Linked DNA regions of Gossypium hirsutum: region 1 is linked to region 2. A link is a contact called in public Hi-C data. All regions are on one chromosome and are shown on one strand. The core of a region is the stretch at or near the end of the contact, and the rest is flanking DNA. Distances in the headings are between cores, read along the strand shown.

The links. Hi-C and Micro-C count contacts between places; a contact is called where the count stands out from the background.
Region 1: a contact with region 2 is called in a Hi-C map of leaf, with 2.3 times the contacts expected there. The contact joins the enhancer-like site here to the promoter of LOC107930492 in region 2. A contact is called at or near these places in 13 of 34 Hi-C or Micro-C datasets (callus, cotyledon, hypocotyl and 2 more).

The regions. Positions count from the first base shown.
Region 1 is chrA08:4,139,686-4,145,347 of Gossypium_hirsutum_v2.1, reverse strand. No RefSeq gene overlaps it. Among protein-coding and RNA genes, the nearest start is that of LOC121204892, 5.2 kb to the left of the region's middle. Within about 2 kb of position 1,432, at least 1 of the 9 cell types and tissues checked has an H3K27ac peak or open chromatin away from gene starts, as enhancers often do. A contact at or near this core is called in leaf, where this site is marked.
Region 2 is chrA08:4,104,800-4,109,815 of Gossypium_hirsutum_v2.1, reverse strand. It overlaps LOC107930492 (kinesin-like protein KIN-UB), which reads left to right and starts at 3,152. Exons shown (of 19, transcript XM_041075660.1): 1 at 3,152-3,486; 2 at 3,602-3,702; 3 at 3,849-3,971; 4 at 4,159-4,344; 5 at 4,572-4,793; 6 at 4,923-5,016. The coding sequence starts at 3,303.

The DNA.
Region 1 (5,662 bases), core at 183-2,682, 37 kb before region 2:
TTTTTCCATATTTTGGACATGGAGAGGGTTTTAAAGGGTTCACCTTGGACTTTTAATAATCATTTATTGGTGATATACAAACTTAAGTGGGGAGAGGATCCATTGAGAGTTCCTTTAATTTTTACACCCTTTTGGGTTCAGATTCATGACATCCCAATTGGGTTCTTTTCTGAAAATCTAGTGGTGCAGTTGGGTAATTTTATTGGAAAAATTATTGAGTATGATGGCTCTAATTTGGAAAAAGAAAATCGTAATTATATGAGGATAAGAGTCCAAATCGATATTCGACGACCTTCGAAGAGGAAGAAGCAGCTTATGTTTCATGGAATTTGTTCATATGTCCGATTTAAATATGAAAGGTTGTCTCTTTTCTGTTTTTATTGTGGTCGCTTGGGTCATAGTGATTCTTTTTGCGAAGCAAAAAGGCAATGGGAGTGGAATGCGCAGAATTGGGGTGGGATCTATCTTTGTGTGCTCAATCTCGGAGAGCTATAGCCATGAATAGTGTTTGGTTACGAGAGGAAGGAGATGATGTATGGGATGCAAACCGTGGAAAAAGTCATGTTTTAGGGAATAATTTGGGGGTTTGTGGAAAAAATATGGAAAACAGGAGTAATATAGATCCAGTATCTGGTAATAATTTGAAGAGAGGAAGGTTGAACTCATGTCAACGAAGGGGAAACGTGAATGCGGAACTTTTTCATACTACCATGGAACACGATCTGAAAGATGGAGTGCTAATTGGAGAGGAAGGAAAAAAGAGGTCTAGAAAAGAGATTGAAGACTCTATAATCAGGGAAGAGATTAACATAGTTGAGGGAAGGAATAGGAGAATGGTGGAAACAAATAATTTATTATCGGAGGCTGCCAAGAGGCAAGCCGACCAAACGCAATGAAAATCCTAAGTTGGAATGTCCATGGTTTGGGGAACTCACGGATAGTTCGAAGACTTTGGCATACGTTGAAGGTACATAATCCCCAAATGGTCTTCTTTATGGAGACAAAAATTGATAAAAGTCATATGGAAAGAGCCAGAAGAAGTTGTGGTTTTATCAATGCTATTGATGTAGAAGCAATGGGTTCTAGAGAAGGTTTATGTTTGGCATGGAATAGGGACACAAATGTCTTGCTCCAACGTTTTTCGAAAAGGCATATTGACGTGGTCATAGAGGAAATAGATGAAGGTTATAAGTGGAGATTTACTGGTTTTTACGGTTCTCCTTATCAACAAGATAGGGATGAAGTATGGAATCTTTTAAGACAATTACGTACTGATGGGGATATGCCATGGATGGTTTGCGGGGACTTCAATGAAATTCTCTATGGATTTGAAAAAAGGGTGGTTTAATTCGTGAGGAGGGTAGAATGGAAGCTTTTCGAAAAGTGTTGGAAGATTGCAATTTAGTGGATGTGGGGTTTTGTGGGAACTGGTTCACGTGGGAAAGAGGAAATCTACCAGAGACAAATATTCAAGAACGTCTTGATAGGGGTGTGGCCACTGATGGTTGGTTGTCTCTATTTCCAAAGTCTCAAATTCAGCATTTACCTCATTCTTTTTCTGATCATTGTCCACTACTCCTTACTACAAAATGGGAAGAAAAGAGTCGCTTTAATAGAAGTTTTAAATTTGAAGCATGGTGGGTCATGGAAGAAACATTTTTTGGAGAGGTTAGGAACATTTGGGAAAAGTCAACAAGGAATTTTTTGAACAAGCTGGAATGTGTCAAAAGAGGGTTACAAGAATGGGCTAATAAAATTCTTTACTGCAGGAAAGTAAATAATGAGCTGTTAACATCAAAATTAATAAAATTACTGGAAGATGATAGAATTGATGAAAATCTTGCAGAGCTTATTGACACAAAAGTAGAACTTAATTTTGAGATTGAGAAAGATGAACGTTATTGGGAACAAAGGGTGCGAGTTAATTGGCTCAAATTAGGTGATAGAAGTACTGCTTTTTTCCATAAACAAGCGACACAGAGACAAAAGAAGAACTTTATTCGTAAATTACAATCTGATGAGGGCGGGGAGATGGATTAAATCGAAAAAATAGAAGAGGTTGCTAGAACGTATTTCCAAAATCTATTTTCAGCTGGAAGAAGAGGAAATTATAATCATATTTTATCGGGTATTGATCAATGTATTTTTGATGAAGATAGTTCTAAACTTAAGGAGAGATATACAAAAGAGGAGATATGGGAGGCACTGAAAGAAATGGGTCCGACAAAAGCACCTGGAGATGATGGATTTCCTGCTCTCTTTTATCAAAAGTGTTGGTCAATCATTGGAGAAGATACTACATCATTCCGCCTTAATTTTCTAAATGAAGGTACGAATCTAAACGTAATAAATAAGACTAATATTGTGTTAATTCCGAAAATTTCAAATCCTTTGAGTATCACTCAATTCAAACCCATCAATTTGTGCAATGTGCTATATAAATTGATGGCCAAAGTCATTGCTAATCGGCTCCGATCAGTTATGGACAAATGTATCGATTTGGCATAGAGTGCATTCGTGCTTGGATTTCTGATAATGTTTTATTAGCTTATGAACTACTTCATACTTTAAAGCAAAAAAGGGTGGGGAAGAAAGGGCTTATGGCAGTTAAACTAGATATGAGTAAAGTATACGACAGGGTTGAGTGGAAGTTTGTAGGAGGAGTGATGAAGAAAATGGGTTTTGATTCAGATTGGGTGGATTCATTAATGAAGTGCGTAACGACAGTATCATACTCCGTAGTTTTTAATGGTTTTACTGGTCAATACTTTACCCCTTCTAGAGATCTTAGACAGGGCGATCCTTTAAGTCCTTTTTTGTTTCTATTTTGTGGGGAAGGATTATCTAGCCTTATAAGGTCAGCAATGAAAAAAAAGTTTAATAGAGGGGCGAAGGCGAGCAGAAATGGACCACAGATCTCACATTTATTATTTGCAAACAACTGTATTTTGTTTGGAGAGGCCACTGAAAGAAGAGCAGTTTATCTGAAACAGATTCTACATGAGTATGAGAAATGTTCTGGTCAAAGTGTTAATTATGCTAAATCGACTATTTTCTTCAGTTCCAATACGCAAGAAGGAGAGAAAAGAGTTGTTACTAGGGTGCTCGGAGTACGCAGCTCAAATAATCCAGAGAGATATCTAGGTTTACCTAATTTAGTGGGGAGAAAGAAGAAAGAGTCTTTTCAAAGCCTAAAGGATAGATTACTAGAACGAATTGATAATTGGAGTATAAAGCATCTTTCGCAATGAGGAAATGAGGTTTTTATTAAGGCAGTTCTCCAATCCATTCCAACCTACTCAATGACATGTTTTTTACTTCCAAAAACCCTTTGTTCTGAATTAGAAGGTATAATAGCAAAATTCATTGGTGTGCTTGGAAGGATATGTGTGCATTAAAAGATGAAGGAGGTATTGGCTTTCGAAAACTTGATAAATTTAACGTTGCATTACTAGCTAAACAGGGTTGGTGTTTGATTAATTATCATTTTTCCTTGTTAGCTCGAGTTTTAAAAGCGAAATACTATCCGTCCTCTAATTTTTTAAAAGCTCAATTAGGAAATTCACCTTCACTTACCTGGAAAAGTGTGTGGGCAACTAAAGGACTTTTGGAGAAAGGATTGTGCTGGAGAGTCGGGAAGGGAGATCGCATTTCTATCTGGTCTAACATCTGGATACCGAATGTTGAGGAAAATAGATTGCAGAATCAAATAAGCAATGTTAATATTGAGTTTGTTTCAGATTTGATTGATGAAAAGAGTAGATCATGGAAAACAAAGTTATTGGTTAATACCTTTCACACAGAGATTGTTAAAAAAATCATGCAGATTCTATTGGCAAGGGCTGTGCACGACTATTTCCAAGTATAGGGAGGGGAACCATCCGGTAATTTTTCCGTTAGAAGTGCCTACAAACTATTACAAGGGGCTACACTGGTTCTTAGTAATAATAATTTACAGGCCGAGATTAAAACTTTCTACAGAAAACTATGGAACCTACATGTTCCTTCAAAACTCAAAATTACAGTCTGGAAAATTTCCTGGAACTACATCCCTACTCTTGCTAATCTTAAGATAAAACGAGTTGCTGTGGAGACTCAATGCCCCAGTTGTCATCGGAATGAAGAAGACAGTATTCACATTTTTCGGCAATGTCCTACAACGGAGGAAGTATGGAGAAATTTACAATTTTCTTGGGTGTTTAATTGTAACAATCAGGAAATTTGGGAATGGCTTACTTGGGTTTTCAACCGGGGAACAAGCGAACAGTGTCGTCTTTTTTGCTGTGGATTATGGATCATCTGGACAAGTAAAAATAAGCTCCTTTATGAAAATTGAAACACAACAAGTTTAGATATTTCTAATCACATAATTAGTTACGTTTCGGAGTTGAAAGGTTTAAATGAGAAAATACTTAGCTTTGATTCTGACATAGATCTCAACCATGATGAACAAAGAATGTGTCCAGCCATCTACTTTGATGCGGCTTCCGACCAAAAGCTTTTTAGATCGGCTTCGGGTTTGATTGTACGTGCGATGGATGGGGAAATCTTGGCTTCTAAATCGGTACTTCACTCTGAAGTTGCATCACCGTTTGCGGCGGAGGCTTTTGCAGGACTAGATGCAATAAGATTAGGTAGTTCCATGGGTTTTAATGCATGCATGATTCTGGGTGATTCTAAAACAGTTATCAAGAAATGTCAAAGTGCAGATTATGATAGATCGGTCATTGGAGCACTCATCAGAGATATCCAACTCTTAAAAATACACTTTCAAGACTTGGGGTTTCTTTTCATCCCAAAATCAGAAAATCTCTTTGCTCACTTTACTGCTAGAAAAACATTGAAAGAAAATGAAAATCATTACCTAGAGGCAGGCGTCTCAAGCTGGATTCAAAGAGAAGTGGAGAGGCTAAAGTCGAGAGCTCCAGATTGAAGAATAAGAAATGACTTTTTTTGAGAACTTGTAGGAGAAGATAAAATATTTAAGGAGATTTGATCACTCTGCTATTTCAAACAGTTGTGATGGTTCAGATGATAGGAGAAGACATTAAGAGGGCAGCTATTGATGTCGACCGGCATTAAAAGGAGTAGGTTTCCAATTTCTGTTCAGTTTATTTTATTTATGGGCAGTTTTGTTTTGCTTTATTTAGGTTTTTTAGCTTATTGGACTTGCTTTGTTTAGACCCAAGTTCAAGTTGCAGGAGATCATTTGTTCTTTTTACAGTTCTTATTATTTTAATAAAACCAGTCGATTTAGTAAAAAAAAAAACTTACACAACCAAAATCAAATAAACTAATTATTGATTATCGTGTCAATTTTTTAACCTTTTATATTAAAAAAATTTTATTGTTAATATATTAAAAAATTATTCTTATTTTAAATTAAAATTAGATTGAAATCAAATTTAAATTTAATGATGTATTATCTAGGGTAAGGTAGAATATGACAATTCATACAATGGTGTTAAGAGAAGAAGATTTTTAGGATAAATTGACCATAAAAAAGAGTTGGTTTAGTCATGGGAGTCTCAACATGTGCATCTGGATGTGATGGATGAGACATTAAACTTGTTGAAAAACTCTCAAACGTAATCGATGTTGACTTGGTATTCGTCCACATGCAAAACATGTAGAAGATTGGCATCGACAGAGAATGATATAT
Region 2 (5,016 bases), core at 1,903-4,402:
CTTTCTTATCAGAAGGTTGACACCACCGTAGAGGCAAGAGGACTCTCAGGGGGTAGCGACTCTTTCGGTGGAGTATAGGTGATGTTCCTTTTAGGGCGACAATGATTTCTGTTATTAAATAACCCATTAATAACTACAATCGTTGTCGTGCCAACCTAAGTTTGACCTCTACTTTTGTCAAAACATCTGCTCTTTGCCTGAGAACTCTCTTGTGTCCACCTTAATGTCAGCCTTCGGATAAGAATGAAAGGTTAAAGATACCGATTGCCTGGAAATAGAGAAAAAAATTATGTTGATTGCACCAGAAAGCCTTTCATTTTTCCCTATGATTATGACTTCAATCTTATGTATGGTATATATAAGGCATCATTTGTGGGTATCTAAAAAGCTTGAACTCATGACTGCATAATGATCGTTAACTGGCCCCCAGTTATACTCGAAACCGAGACCGCATCACAACCACCGATTGAGACTTTCACTTAGACTTTGACTCGTGACTATATCAAGCACTGCCACCCCGAAATCTAACTTCCATAGGATAAGTTTCTGAGGTAATGGTTTTATCCCAGCATGACATATGAAATGTATGTGTTCTGAGGTGTGTTATTGCATCAATGGCCTCTCAAAGCTACCTATAAACTTTCGCGGTTTCACCTTTAAAAACATAACCCTAAACATTAAAGAACTCAAACCCTAACAAAATTAAAAAATCCTAACCCTAGGAGAGAGTGTGTGAAAGCATGTCCAGCTGGGTGCGTTTTCTACACAGTTGGCAAGAAAGCACATGCTTTCATACACTCTCTCCAAAATCGGTCTATTTCCCTAATTTAAAAAAAAGACCTAATTACTTAATTTAGCCTAAAAAAAGTTATTCTATTTAAAAAAATTACAAAATTAGATAAAAAATTTTAAATAACAAAACCGAGATTCAATTTCTTAAAATTAAATATAAAGATTAAATATTAAAATACGAAAAACTACAATTACTTCTAACATATTTAAACTTTTTTTAAAATGAATAACAAAAAAATATTCTCACTTAAGTCATTTTTTCTTAAAAAAGAGAGATAAAAAGGAAAAAGTGTTGGTACCTTTCCTCATCCTTTATATGTACTACAATCAAAGCCAGAGGTAAGTGGTAACATTAACTTCTATTTTCTTATTTTTGGAATATAACATTAACTTTTATTTTTGAAATATAATACTAACTATACTTAGGGTCATTAAACTATTAATAAATTTATATTTTGGTTAATTAATTTTAAAAAAATTATAAAATGGTCACAAAACTATTTAAAAATTTTATTTTAAATCATCGGATTATTGAAATCATTATTGTATGGGCTTTATTGATCATAATATCTGCACTAATTGAAAGCTCTTTTTTCCTCTCTCTTTTACAGTTATTTTTTTCATAAAACAAATTAAAATATCACGAATTCTGTAAACCAAAATCTAAATATCTTGTTAAGTTATATTCTTTTACTCATTAATAAGTACAGAACCACCATATATACTAATCGTCAAATTGTCACTTAGAGCTCACTAATCAGATTTAAAAAAAAAACTTAACAACAAGTGACTCAAATAAAAACTTTTGAATAATTCAACGACTTAAATAAAAACTTTCAAATAGTTCAATAACCGTTTTGTAACCTTTTGAAATTGAGTGACCAAAACATAAATGTACTAATAGATTAATAACTTTGGGTGTAGTTTATCCTTTAGTTTTTTTAAATAATCACCAACTTTTTAAAGTAATAAATCTCGGACCATATTTCCGAAATTTTAGTTATTTGTGCTAATTTCATCAAATAATGCTAATTTAATTTTTAAACAAAATTAATATTTTATATTGAGCTTTGTAAATATGCTGATGCATGCTTATTAATTTTTTTTCTTTTAAAAACGATCAAATTTATTGATATAATTTAATAAAATTAAATACATGACTTATATAAAAATTAGTTAAATTAAGTGACTTAAAATTATAAATTCCCCAGTTTTATGTTTCCATCTTTTTAGCAATCGAGGCAACAATAATATGATTTCTAGATATTGTTTGGCTGGCTAATTTAATATCTTTTAGTAATAAGAATATAAAAATTAATTACAAAAGTTTTCTAAATATTTTTATATTTTTTTACTATAAATTTGGACTGTCAAATTAATTCCGATCATGAATTTTTGGGATTGCTCAATTCAAAGACAGGTAAGCACGACCTGAGACTCAATCTAGTTGGCTATAAAATAATGCTTCGGTTTCTAACGGTAAAATTTCTATACAGATTGTATTTTAGTGTAGAGTGTATTTTGATCCTATAATTTTAAAATAAGAAAATGTCTTAAGGAAAGAGAGCATAATGGTCGTTTTTTTTTTATAAAAAAAACTTGACGTTTTATAATATGATATTTTTAAATGATGTAGCGTTTCGTTTGACTTGATTTCATATTTTATTCACAGCTAAATACTCTGGTCTAACTTAAACTACAATAAGGTGATAAACATGCTATTTTATGTTTGTCACACGGTTTAATTAAGTGCAATGTAATTTTTAATCTTTGAACGTGACAGTTAGGTCCATTTTATTATCGGTATTCTTTTTAGTCTTTTGGCATTTGAACTTGAAAACTATGCTCATTTTGATATCTAAAGTTGAAAAATATAAAAGTTTGATAACATAACATAATCTCAGAGCATCACATCATCACATCTTGACAGAATTCAAGTTCAGGGACTCAAATAGATTTAGTTATCAAATTCAAATACTAAAATGGATCTAATTGCCAAGTTTAGGGACAAAAAATTATATAAAGGCCAAATTTAATTGTTTTCTTCAATAGTTACAGAAAATTTATTAAGTTGCTCATTTTGCTAACATAGAGAGACTTTTCAATCCATATAAAACATATAAGGACTAAAATGCACTTCACATTATAGAATAGGGATCTGTACAGTGGGTTTACCATTTCTGAATTAAATTCCAACAACAATGAGAGTAAATAAATATAAAAGGAGAAAGTTTTGGTAAATTTTAGTTTTAAATATAAAAATTAAAAAGATGAGAGGCGGGTCCCATGAAAACTGAGACCATCTCTGTCTTTTTCCCAACTATTTCCCAACACAGTGGGTCCCTTTCTCTTCCTCCATCATCACTCTTTTTCTTTTCTTTTCTACTTTGAAATTTCACTTCAAAATTTCTCCCTGTCCGCTTAAAATTTTCCCCAACACCAAACAAGCAAACAAACGAAAACGCAACAAGTTCAAAATTATAATAATAATTATAATAGGAAAGAAAGTGATGGCGTGTAATGTTTACAGGAATGGTACGGGTTTGCACAAGGGAGCAATGAGGCCACTCGCCGCTTCAAATTCATCGAATGTCAAATCATCTTCATTCAAATCAAGAATTCCTCCTTCGTCGAATCACTCGCCAGGATCTGCACCTCTTCGCCCCTCCAAGTCCGCTGGAGGAAGTGACGGAGGTTTTTTTTTTTTCATTTTGCTTTCTTTAATTGTTTCGTGAATGTGATCGCCAACGTATTTTTTATGTTACTTACTGATTATTATGTTTTATTGTGCTTGACTTTTTCTCTACAGTGCCTGGAAGAGTTCGAGTAGCTGTTAGATTAAGGCCGCGTAACGCGGAAGAATCTGTGGCGGATGCAGATTTTGCAGATTGTGTTGAACTACAGCCTGAGGTAAGTGAAAAAAACTCTAAAATCTCATTTTAGTAACCGTGATTTATTATGTGGTTATAATTTATTTTATTTGCTTCAATAATGTTTTATTATATAGTTTTTGTCGTTAATTATTTTTGTAATTATATATTCTTGCTCTAACGTAGCTCAAGAGGCTTAAACTTAGGAAGAACAATTGGGATTCAGAAACATACGAGTTTGATGAGGTGCTTACGGAATTTGCTTCTCAGAAGCGTGTCTATGAAGTTGTTGCGAAGCCTGTTGTAGAGGTCTGTTTTGTTTTTTTTTTTTTGTTTTTTTAAATGTTCTATTATAATTATGCCATTAAATCATGCAGTCAAATGCTCATTTTGTTGTTCGGAGATCTTTCTAGTTAGCCCCAGCAAGCTGTAAACACTTATATGGATTTGGCTTAATGAATGAGACTGTGTACTGATGTTGGTTTGGCTTTTGTAGAGTGTTTTGGATGGTTATAATGGAACTGTAATGGCTTATGGCCAGACTGGAACCGGGAAAACTTTTACTCTTGGACGGTTGGGTGAGGAAGATACATCAGCTCGTGGAATAATGGTCCGCTCAATGGAGGAGATTTTAGCAAATGTTTCTCCAGAAACAGATTCTGTTTCTGTTTCATATTTGCAGGTTGCCAATCGCATGATTTTAATTCTATTAATCTCAATTGTTCAATTAATTGAAAAAAATTCTTTGATGCCATAATGTCCATGTGATCATGTTATTTTGTATTAATTGCTTATTAGATTTATAACTTTTATCTGATATTTTATTAAACTTTCTGTTTCAATTCCTGTGGGCTTGTATGTTCTCTCATTAAGAATTTTTACTAGTTTACTTTCAATGTGTCCTTGAAGCTTTATATGGAGACCATCCAGGATCTCCTTGATCCAGCAAATGATAATATTTCCATTGTGGAAGATCCCAAAACTGGAGATGTTTCATTACCAGGGGCAACTCATGTAGAAATCAGGGACGAGCAGGACTTTATGGAGTTGTTAAGGACAGGAGAGGCTCACCGAATTGCTGCAAATACAAAGCTAAACACTGAATCATCGCGCAGTCATGCTATTTTGATGGTGACTAATCTTCTCTTCCATTCTTCCCCTTCCCAGTCTCTATGCATCAAGCTTTTGTTGTCCTGCCTTTAGTTATGCTGTTTTTTTATCCTTTGGTGAAATATTGTGTGTTCAACCATGTTAGTGCAGGTACATGTTAAGAGATCGGTTTTGGGAGCAGAAGATGTTATTCCAAGTGAAACAGACAAGTCTTCTCACTTTGCCAAACCTCCAAAGCCTCTTG